Regions from separate parts of the Mus musculus genome. Here region 1 is linked to region 2. The links are chromatin contacts, called in public promoter capture Hi-C maps. All regions are on one chromosome and are shown on one strand. The core of a region is the stretch at or near the end of the contact, and the rest is flanking DNA. Distances in the headings are between cores, read along the strand shown.

What was found. Promoter capture Hi-C pulls out the DNA fragments that hold promoters and counts their contacts.
Region 1: a contact with region 2 is called in a promoter capture Hi-C map of liver, with 1.9 times the contacts expected there. The contact joins the enhancer-like site here to the promoter of Pdzk1 in region 2. A contact is called at or near these places in 4 of 39 promoter capture datasets (embryonic stem cells, liver and trophoblast stem cells), 6 of 484 Hi-C or Micro-C datasets (the G1E-ER4 cell line, embryonic stem cells, liver and 1 more), 3 of 115 datasets of contacts at active chromatin or transcription factors (T-cell acute lymphoblastic leukemia, embryonic stem cells and memory CD8 T cells) and 1 of 9 other capture datasets (embryonic stem cells).

What each region holds. Positions count from the first base shown.
Region 1 is chr3:97,060,132-97,065,725 of GRCm38.p6, forward strand. The region is part of intron 1 of 4930573H18Rik (RIKEN cDNA 4930573H18 gene); the gene reads right to left. Among named protein-coding and RNA genes, the nearest start is that of Gm31120, 11 kb to the right of the region's middle. Within about 2 kb of position 4,105, at least 12 of the 459 cell types and tissues checked have an H3K27ac peak or open chromatin away from gene starts, as enhancers often do. A contact at or near this core is called in liver, where this site is marked.
Region 2 is chr3:96,827,319-96,833,379 of GRCm38.p6, forward strand. Pdzk1 (PDZ domain containing 1) reads left to right here and starts at 2,747. Exons shown (of 9, transcript NM_021517.3): 1 at 2,747-2,838. It overlaps 4930442L01Rik (RIKEN cDNA 4930442L01 gene), which reads right to left and starts at 4,752. Exons shown (of 2, transcript NR_015596.1): 1 at 4,705-4,752; 2 at 2,508-4,510. It also overlaps a transcript of Cd160 not described here.

The DNA of each region.
Region 1 (5,594 bases), core at 2,855-5,354, 230 kb after region 2:
GCCATAATCACACCACACCACACACCACATCACCCACCATACCACACCACAACACAACGCACACACCCTACACCCCCCATCACACACACACCACATATACCACACACACACCACATAACACACACCACACCACACACACCATGCCATAACCACACCACACCACACATACACCACACACCATATCACACCACATGCCACACCACACACCATATACACCATGCTACACCATACCACACTCCATACCACACCACACGTACCATACCACACACATACCACAGCACAACACACAACACACTACATACCACATTACACACCACATACACCACACCACACCACACCACACCACACCACACACCATACACACTACGCGCCATACCACACCCCCAGCAAAACAAATGACAGAGTGGAATGGTTTGTTTCAGAATCTGAGAGAACTTTTGAGAGGAACTGAAGGAGATGCAGAGGCCACGAGGATGATATACTTTTGAAAGACTAGAAACTGACTTTCTCTGGGGACTGTGGGGAGCCATGCTTCAGAGAGACTAAAGGTGACAGCCTTTCAGACCCAGAAGCTGGGAGAGTGGCCATTCAGGAGCTAGGAGTGAAGGCAGGACTCCAATCGTGGAAACCCAGGAGCTGGCTGGGGATGGGTGGGGATGACAGCAGAAGGCCAGAGACGAGAAGTTCTCAGGGGTCATTTACTCAACAAAACTGAATCCATTCGCTCATTCAACAAAAACTAGATGTGAGTTTGCTCTGTGCCTCAGAGCACCAGGACATGGGGATTCGGAGATAAAAGACACATTGCTCACTATCCATCAAGAAGGTAATAAGTATGTCAGACCCCTTTCAGTCTCATTTCCTGTCCTCCCACCTTACCCCCTCCTGCCCCAGCTACCCTACTCAACCTTACACAGGAGCAATGGGACAGATCCTGTCCTCACCAGGAACCTTCCCCATGACACTGTGGTAGGGCTCAGATCAGGGCTTGTACTAACACATGAGCAACCTAAATGTGCAGGAATCAAAGCAAGATGGGTTGAACCTCTGACTACTGGGGTGGGAGGGGGCAGAAGCCCTATACTACCACTGGTCCCACTACCCTGGCAATACTTACCCTAACCCACAGGGTTTCTTTGGGGTACAGGGCCTTTGGACTGATCAGCTAACCCCACTTGGACAATACCTGGCTTAGTTGCATCTTCCTATTGCTTTCACTTCTCTCCTCTTGAGCCCACTCTTGTCTCTAGAACTGCATACACTAATGATAAATCAACACACCGGCCTCTGCCTCGGTCTCTTTCAAATGCTAGAGCTGTTTGGAATCTAGCTCTTCTCAATATAACGTCATTGAGTGCAAGCCATGGCCAGAGAATTATTACCTCACTTGAACAACAAGTATATATGTGCAGGCAAAAATAATTTTGATGTTTGAAGTATCTGTCCTGCCTCTACATGGGTCTGTAGGGCCTCTCACGATGCCTTACATCAGTTTGTGTGATTGCACCTTTACAGGAGTCCGTGTCACACCGCACTTAGGACAAGAGGGGGCTGGTAAGAGATGCCTGCAAACCTCTACCAACTTGAAGCTGTCCTCGATGCCTTAGGTTTCTATGTGTTTCTGCTGCCTCACTTGGTACACAAGCTAGTTCTATTTAAAGACTTGTTTTCATCCCACAACTTTAACTACATGTATGAGGTATGTCTGTGTGGTGTACATGTGAGTGCAGGTGTCTGTGGAAGCCAGAGGCATTGTGTCCCTTGTGAGCTGGAGTTACAGGTGGCTGTGGGCCACTGGTGTGGTGCTAGGAGCTGACCTGGGGTCCTCTGTAGGAGCAGTACAAGCTATCAGCCACTGAGCCATCTCCTGAGTCCCAACAGACTAGTTTTTAAAATGACATGGTCTTCCTGCCTCTGGCTGCTTGTGTCTACTGACATGGCGCAGATAGAAACATCCATGAATCCCAGAACGTGCTCACTGTCCAGCACACACTCTGGTTGTGCAATGGTTCTTTCCAAAGAGCTTCTGTTCCCAGCAGTGCATCTGGAGTCTTCCTTGGGGACAGTCTAAGCCTGTGGCTGTTCTCATGACTTTGGGAGATATCCTGCACTTTCACACCCCCTTCCACACTGATAGCCCTCAGTGGCTGCTTGTTCCTTTCTAATTTTTCAGTTGGAAGTGGGGGGGGATATAAAAGAAGTGAGTCTCCCCTTCCTACTTTACCCCAGAATATTCTCAAAAATTTAGTTAAGTTAAAAATCACAAATCCACACCCACTTATTGGGGCACTATCTTAATATTTATATCAGACTATAGGTATTTAAAACACGTATTTACTTTTTTGTGTTCATGCATGCGTGTGTGTGTGTGTGTGTGTGTGAGAGAGAGAGAGAGAGAGAGAGAGAAAGAGAGAGAGAGAGAGAGACGGAGAGAGAGAAAAAGAGAGAGACAGAGACAGAGACAAAGAGTATGTGCATGTGTCTGTGTGTGTGTCTGTGTGTTTGTGTGTGTGTCTGTGTCTGTGTTTGTGTGTGCCCACAAGATGGTGAAAGAAAGTCTCGGTGCCAGTGTGTGTGTGTGTGTGTGTGTGTGTGTGTGTGTGTGTGTGTAGTCTGATGACAACTTGTGAGAATCGGCTGCCTACAGTCCTCTCCTTTCACGTGCATCTTGGGGATAGAACTCAGGCTTCAAGGTGAGGACTTTTACAGGCTGAGCCATGCATCAGCTTTTTGCCTGGAGTGGTTTCTGGCAGTGGAAAGTGGCCAAGGTCATGGTGGCTTTTCTCTCCCCTCTGGCTCTGGCAGGAGGGCTAAGAGTGTGGAGGTGTTGAGCTCAGGACGGCCAGGGCACTTGAGCGGTGAGAGAGAGAGAAAGGTGCCCTCTGACAGCTGGTCTGGGACCTGTCAGGGTGTAGAGAGAATGGCTCTGTGTGGCAGCTAAGCTTTCAAAGGGAAACACCTCTGGCTTTTCAAACACGGCCTCTTCTGTTTCCTCTCCCTGGCACCTACTTAGACCCTGCCAATCTGTCCCTCTTGCTTCCAACACTCTCCATCCACGCGCCAGCTTTCCTTTCCCACCCAGCTGGGCAGCTGAGGTAAATACCTGTGACTCACCAAGTGAACCCTGGAAAGTCAGCACACCTGACATTTCTTACTGTCACCCTCTCTCTCTCACCCAGGGGCCATCGGCTTCTGGAACTGGGAGGGACTACAGCAATAAAAATGAAACTCTTATTTTCCAGAAAAGAGCAAACCTTTTGGAACTCTGGTGCTGAGCAGTCATCTGATGCTGAGAAGTCCACTGACTTCTGGGAGCACTGCCTTGTGGTTGTCCAGCTTCTGAGCATTTCTACCCACCAACGTAGCAGGGTACTTAGGCTTAGTTGTCCTGGCTTCACAGCAGCAGGGTGCTTAGGCTTAGTTGTCCTGGCTTCACAGCAGCAGGGTGCTTAGGCTTAGTTGTCCTGGCTTCATAGCAGCAGAGTGCTTACTTAGGCTTAGTTGTCCTGGCTTCACATCAGCAGGGTGCTTAGGTTTAGTTGTCCTGGTTTCACAGCAGCAGGGTGCTTAGGCTTGGTTGTCTTGACTTCGCAGACTTGGTGGCAGAGTCCAACTTTGGTCTTTATGTGACTTCTTAGAGTTCTTGTCTCTTTGTTTGGAAGACAGAGGAGCAGTATCTAACTCCTCTAGAGAAGACATCTATGCCACCCTGGCCCCATAACTCCATGGTGGCCTAACAGTCCAGCCACTCATGTTTCCCTGATTATCTGCAGATAGCTTTTTTTTTTAAGATTTATTTATTATTATACATAGTACACTGTAGCTGCTTTCTGACCCACCAGTATAGGGCATCAGATCTCATTATGGGTGTTTGTGAGCCACCATGTGGTTGCTGGGATTTGAACTCAGGACCTTCTGAAGAGCAATCAGTGAGCCATCTCACCAGCCCTGCAGACAGCTTTTAAAAGATGCCTCCTAGTTGTTTGTTTGTTTGTTTTTTATCTTATTTTAATTTTTAGTTAACAGTTTTTCCTCAGTTGAGACCTTTGCTCCTGGAGTTTCCACCCAGCACGAGCTGCCCAAAGTGTCCCAGTTGCGTTAGACTTGGCAGCAGAGCTGCAATCAGAAACCCTGCTACTGCCCAGGCCAGGCACCCTGGGATACGTGCTGCAGGGACGAAATGACAGCCGGGTAAACTGCTGTTACCGTTATTCCCCTTTCAGAAGTTGAGACAACAAAGTGTGTTTTCTAAAGCCTCAAAGTTAGTTGGGGGTTGGGGCAGAGGTGGTTAGACTCTCATGTCTCTTTCTAGTCTGTTGTTTTGACCTATGGTGGGTCCAGCTTTAATGAGGTCCCTTCTGCTTTGTCTACCTTAGACAGTCAGAGAGGGAGGGATTTGATATGAATGTAAGCACTGGCCTGCTATAAGTTGTCCCCGTCTCCCTACAGACATCTTAATATGTTAAAGAAACAGGCACAGAAGAGCTCTGACTGGCAAGTGTTCTGAGGACACAAGCTTGATCCTTTAGTTCTGTATAAGGTTCTGCATCAAAACCACAAACATAATCTGCCTCCTGTGAGCCTGTCCTGTAGAGATGGATGATAGCCCAAAGCACGGGTTGCCCGCGTGGGAGTCTCCTGGGGAACTATTCCTAGAGTGGAATACAGAAACGGTACCTAAGAGTCATCAAGGAAGAAGAGACACTGAGATAATACTCAGACACAATCTTTTGCGATGAGTTCAGAGCTTTGTGTCTGTCTATATTCTTAGAGCCTAAAGCTTGAGAAAATATCAAACAGAGCATGTGTTTGGGTGCTGCACTGAAACACAAGAACACTTGTGCAATGAAGTCATAATGGTCCAGGGGTACATGTGGTGTAGTGGCTAAGCCCGCATAAAAATCAGCTCAAACTAAACCAAAGACCTTACCTGTAAGGCTGAAAAATTTTGAAACTTCCAGGGGAAAACATAGGTAAAAATACTACAAGATATGAACGTACTCAAAGACTATCTGGAAAGTGTTTCAGGAACACAGGAAATAAAACCAAGAGCTGACACATGAGATTGCATGGAATTAAAAATTCCTGCATAAGAGAGAAAACATCTTCAGAATGAAAACACAACTTATAGAGGGAGATGACATCTTTGCCAGCAACAAAACCAAGGGATTTGTATGCAGACTATATTAAGAGATCAAAAAAAAATAACATAACCATTAAATCCAATCAATAAATGGCCAATCTTAGTTTTCCACTGGACTGCATTTGGAATATACTAAAATCCAAGCTTCCAAGCACTCCTGTGAGGGATTTTCTTAATAAAATTATTAGAAGCACAAAAACCCACCCTAAATCTGGGCCTTACCTTCTGGTGGCACACACAGAAGGACATGGAGGAAGGAGGCTTTGTTTTTACCTGATGCCCACAAGCTCACTGGCGAATTTGTCTATCCTGTTACCTCAGCCAACATTAAATCCGACTTCTTCAAGCTTCCAAGGTAGACTGAAGTAAGCTTAGATTTTTAAAAACCTACTTTTAATAAGGGTTCTCGAATGCTTTGATACCCCTTTTAGCCCACTGTCCAAAGGTAGGG
Region 2 (6,061 bases), core at 1,497-3,996:
ACAGTTGTATAGGATGCTGTGTCATCTCAGGCAGAGAGCCATCCAGTGCCCCAGCACCCCGAGGCCCCAACTCACTACCTTTACTTCTAGCTTGTTTATTTTCATACATGTTGGTATACTGTGTCCTTAGAAGAGCAGCTGAAGTGACCCTGGGGAGACCTAACCCCTGAGAACTGAGGCCCTGAGGTCACAGAGTCAGTGTGAGGGGATAAACCAGCCTTACTGGCAGGATTAATTTAGTGTTTCATTCACAGATCCCTGAAACATTAGTACGTGGTAGTTTTATATTCCAGGCATTTGAGACAAGGTGACAAAAATAAAAATCTTAGGAGCTGGAGAGACGGCTCAACAGTTAACAGTACTGACTGCTCTTCCAGAGGTCCCAGGTTTGATTCCCAGTGCCCACATGTCTGTAACTCCAGCTCCAGGGGACCTGGCGCCCTCTTCAGGACTCCCTGGGCACCATGTATGCATGTGGTACACACACACACACACACACACACACACACACACACACACAGGCAAAACACCCAGGCACATAAAAAAAAAAATTTAAAAGAAAACACAAACCCCTGTCCTTGAGGACTTAGTATTCTGGTAGGAGAGATAAAGGAGTCAGATGACACGCGAATGTGTTGGAACATGGTGAGTTCGTGGACAAAATGGATCATGGATAAAGGGATGGAGAAGGCAATGAGAAAATGTTCATTTTGGCCCAGATTCTGGGAAGAAAAAAATAAATTTCTCTAGCAAATCCCTAGTCACAGATTAACCTTGGACGACGGGTGGAGAGTGGAGGTGCTGGGGCTGGGGCATAGCTGTTGTGGATTCTCTCCTTAATGGAAATACCAAGTCAGGTAATTAACACAGACTGTAGGTTGTTAAGCATTTCTTTACCTTTCCAGGGTGTAGTCGGGCGCTGCCTGACCAAATAAAGCCTCGAACTTGAACAAACCGACCATCAAAAAGAAACCAGAAATGACATATTTAGGATTCAATGTCGAATCTTTTTGATGCCTAAGCCAGGGCTGGGCTGTGGCAGGCATGAGGGCATTAGCCTGGCATCGTAAGGCCTTCAGTTTCATGGCCAGCACCTTTTAGAAGCAAAACCACCCAATACGCCGTGCTACATCCCGTGCTCACACTTCATCTGCAGGACTCTACAGACAAGCCAGAGCTTACACTGCGCACTCCCAAGGGCAGGCTTCGTGCTCACCTTAAAACCCAGCACATTTAGGCTCATCACATCTCCGTGTTGGAAGTGGCCCAGAAAATCCCAACTCTGTCTCCCTAACAAAGGAGAACGGCTCATTATCGGCCCCTGTTCACAACTCCTGGCAAAGGAGAACACAGAAAGCGATTCCTGACAGCAGGAGGCCTTATCAAAGCTGTAAACGACTGATCTAAGACAGGGGCGGAGTTGGAGGCTGGCTCTCCCGTCCTCCTGGTCAAGTGATCCTGGGGAGGATTATTAAGCAGAGGATCTAAGCTTTCTTATTTCAAAGATGAAAACCATGTCACACGAAAAGGGCTAAAGAAAGGGATGATCCTATTAGACCTATATAATCAGTAGAGTATACCCTATAGGCTCCACATTAATCAGATCAGACTTAATTATAGGCACGATATTAACTTTTTATATTGTCATATAAAATGTTATAGTGTGTGTGTGTGTGGCACCCTGTGTCCCAGCCATAATGCTGTAAGAAAGATAATCAGCCCAGATCAAACATTGGAAACTGGAAGGGTCAGTTTCAACTCAGGTGTTCTGATCCTAAACCTAGAGCATCCCAGTCTACCCCCATGGCTTTGCAAGTTATATTAGAGGTTCAGAGAATATAGCCTAGAGACAGAAGGCAGCAGGAGATGATGAAGTGGCCCTGATGTCAATTTAAACTTCTTACCCACTGGCTTAGCTCACACCTGGGTTGAGGGCAAAGTCAAGACTCAGGGAAGACAAATGGCCAGCTCTTCATGAGTGGAGAAAAGACGAGGCCATCCAGCCCACAGCCTGGGGCCTGCCTGGTCTCACTGTTCTAAGATGTCTCCTGCTCTGAATTAGGAATGTGGGCTGAGAATCCAGGTGAGGATGGTTTGTGTGGGTGTGGTTGATAGAGATCAGCTGCTGCGGTGGCTGAGGCTAGCGGCCTGTTCAGCAACGCCAGGCCACGGGGGAACAGCTACTGCCCAGCTGCCTTCTTGAGAGACAGAGTGTGTGAAGAGGAAGACAGGTATCAATAGTTAGAGAACAGAGGCAGCCATCGGGAGAGGGGAGGGAGCCAGAAAGAAGCAAGGAGGCCCCTGAGTGAGCTAGGAGAGCTCTCCCCACAGTGGAGGTAGGACCCAGAAACAGGGCCTTTGCCTTCTCTGGGGCTTTGGCCTCTTGGTAGCTTTCCGGGTAGGAGTTGTAGTGTCTTGCTCTCAGGACAGCCTGAGTGTGGAAGATGGCTGGTGATTAGCCCCTACCTTGACCCTGGGCTAGGGACAGTGAGGTTCCTACTGGAATTGGGGATTGGTTGGGTGTGACCCAGTCTTCTGTTTATTAGATAGAACTGGAGAGGCCGAGGCACCCCCTCCCCACCTTTCTCTACTACCCTTCCCATTGTTAGGCTGGGGTGGGGGCGGGGCTTGATTTTACTGAGGCCTCTTGAGCATTTCAAGCTTAGGACCCTGCCAGCTGGCCGGGAGCAGGACAGAGGTCACTTGAACTCAGACCACACGTCCCTGTTAAATACATCAGCTTTTAAATCAATCTTTGTCCAAAGTCCAGTGAGTTCCAAGACTAGTAGTGTTCACAGCGGGGAGAATTTCCAGTGCGGAGCGGATCCTTCGCCACAGGTAAGAAGAGCGGTCTGCGACCTGCTGCCTGGGCTGGGGCCACTTATCCCTTCTCTTTTTGCTGGCAAGTGGCTGTGGGGGGGTTGAGGCCTCTGTGGTGGCAGGAGCACAGGTTAAGTGGGGGTGAGGATGGCCTTCCAGGGGTGTCACAGTTCTTTTTACTGGAGATGTGCAGGCTCTACTTCATGAAGGCATTGGTGGGCTGCTCGCTTCCCAGGGGTGTCGTATATATACGATGGGGTGGAAGAGGTGGGGGTGCTGTATGGAGATGCACAGCCAAGGGACAGAGACCACAGAAGTCCCAGGCCACGGGGAATTTTCTTCTGAGACTTTACTATCCAAGCATTTAGGGTATAAGGGAAGACTCTTCCAAAGGCAGCCAGCCCTTAAAACATACAGCCGAATCTAACTTCTACCGGTGCCTCTTCTGTTTCCCAAGACAGTGTTAGCCACGAGGAAAGCCACGGATTGCTGGGTTGACTGGGTGCAAATTCAAGTCTTCTAGTCTCCCTTTGGGAGAATCTCTCAATCTCTATCTTGTGTGAACCTGAAATGCCTTGAATTCTCCCAGATGCTTCTGTGTGTAGGCAAGCTTGGAAGGAACTCATTTCTCGTCATTGGGGCCTTTCCCTAAGGGTCCATCGGTTCTGGAGACTCCTGGGCTGGGTATGAAGACTCTCAGGTGGCCTTGGTGTAGAAGGCACCATCCTGTATCCGTAAGTCACAGGGCCCTTGCTGCCTCAGGTCACCATTGTCTAGTCACATAGAACCACAAGTTCTTTCATGTACAGACAACTCAGGGACGTTGAAGCTGTGGGTTATGGCCAAGCAAATTGTTCTCATCTTTGACTCTGGTAAGGTCTCTGCATATGGACTTGTTGATACTATCTTGTGTTCCTAGGCAGCTAGGGAGAGGGTACAGGTCTGGGAAACCAATGCCTAAGGAAGGTCTTGGTTCACTTATTAGATCTATGCCTCATCTCAATTTTGTTATACGTTGAAGGAAAGCCAAACACCATTTCCCAAAGGTTGTTCTAGAAATAGAATTATACATGTGAGTGTGTTTGAGGAGACTGAAAGTACAAATCTAAGCTGCTCACTCTTCAAATGATTAAATCCAAATGTGGCCTAGGGTAGCGGGAGGTGGCACCCATACATTTAGGAGACCCTGTGCTAGTCTTTTGGTGTCACTGAGCCTTTATTTTCTCACCAGCAACTAAAAGGAGTTGAGACATGATGTTCACTAAGGGCCTTCCATGTATAAGGTGGGTCTGTGCTTTGAAGGGTGTGCCCCTTGCGATTTGAGGACGAATTCGAATGTTTCCATCTGAGGAGGATTTCCTAGGTGGAGCCTCCCTCCATCTTGTCATGATGTCATAGCACTCCATAGCATCTGTCATCAGAAATCTTTGTCTTCTTTCCGTGTGTTAAGTTTCAAGAGTGTAGGGTTCTTGCCTCTGTTACTTGTTGTGTTCCCAAGTTTTTTAGGACAGATCCTGGTTCAAAATAGATGCTTAGATGTTTGGGGGGCGGGGGGAAGGAAGTTGGTGTGGAGGGAAAGGAGCTGGAACTCCTTGGGAGAGGAGGCTGAGGCACTTGGAATCTCTGTCAGGTTGTCTGAATGTGGAAACGGACCTCTCTGCTCACATCTTGGTTAAATGCTCTCATATTTCTGCATAGAAGATGGGTGAGAATAGTAAGATGGAGATAGACAGCCTCCCCTCAAGCCTCAGCAGCCCCTTCCCTTGGTTCCTCAGGAGACACCACCCAGCTCAACGCAATCTCCTTGCCTGGTAGGCACCCTGGATGAGCGGTTAAGAGCACTGGAAGCCTGTGATACTCTCTAAGTCCCTGTTTTTTCCTCACCTGAGTATGGTGGGACCTAGTTCTTGCTGTTGGGAAAGTTAAATGCTCCCACGTCTTAAAGGCTACGTCACAATGGTCTTTAGTTCCTTTGTGTGATGTATGGGATTCCAGAGAACTCGGGGATGCCTGGCAGAGGCCAGAGCTTTGCAATAGGAACGATGACACCTTGCCTACCTGATCGCTGCTGAAGATTGGCTCTAGGCTTGAATCATCTGCCGCCTGAACCTGGCTAGCAACAGATACTGTATTTGTGAAGCTGGGTGGAACCATGGGAACACAAAAGTAAAACGAGAAAGCAACAAAACCCCAAACAAACAAAAGACTCGAAAACCAAACCCGGAAGAGCTCATGGAATTCCCATCAGCTGTACAGACTGTGTGCATAGTGTGAAAATACCACAAGGAACTTTAGTGCCTCCTCGGCAGGCAGCTTATCTTGATGGGGACACTGATACAAACAACAAATGCCATCTGTAATCTTCAGGACTGAGTCCAAGGTGCTTTGTTGTCTAACCTGACCTGTTTCCTTTCTTTCATCCTGTATATGCATTGAGGTGATTCTGTCACACGAAGATATGTGTGCTCTTCTGCCCGGCGACGTCTTCCTCTTCCCATGCTACCTACATGATCCCCTCGAGGCTGGGGAGTAGAAGGACCCAGGCCTCACATTGGAATCTAGGCTCTGCATATCTGGCCAGGTGAAACCAACTTAGCCTTCTAGAACCTGTTTCCCCCACGTGAAATGCCTCACTAGTTTTTAATTCAGTATTCATAAATAGTATGTAGCCTAGAAAGGACTCAATGTGTAATTTAACAACAGCCCATTTAAACTATCCTAGCAGTGATTATCAGTACTAGTACAGTGTAACTCTCCTCTAGTGGATTTTGGGCTCTCTGAAGGCAAGGCATTGTTTTGCCTAATCTGGGTTGAGCCTGACACCTGCCTCATTGTAGGTGCTAAATATACCTCAGTGAACATAAGAAGGACGCTGAAAGATGGAGTGATAGGATCCCTACAGAGTGGGCTGGTCGTGCAAGGGTTTGAACCTTGGCTGGGTCCTGGGGAGGTTTCGAATGCATTCATATGGAAAACTTGTTTACTTAGTACCCTCTATGAATACCCAGTCAGCATCTGGGAAGGCAGAGCATGTGGCCTGTGCAAAGGGCAGGCGGGGGTGGGGGGGTGGGGGTGGGGGCTCATGCAGAGCACAGCACAGAGCACAGAGGAGCAGCAGAGGGTACCGAGGCAAACAGAACTTGGGGCTTCTGCAAGAGCAGTAAGTGCTCTATGCCTGAGCAGGAATTCATGCTCTTGTTGTTTGATGGGTGTTTTAGAGGCTGAGCAGTGAGAAAGCTGG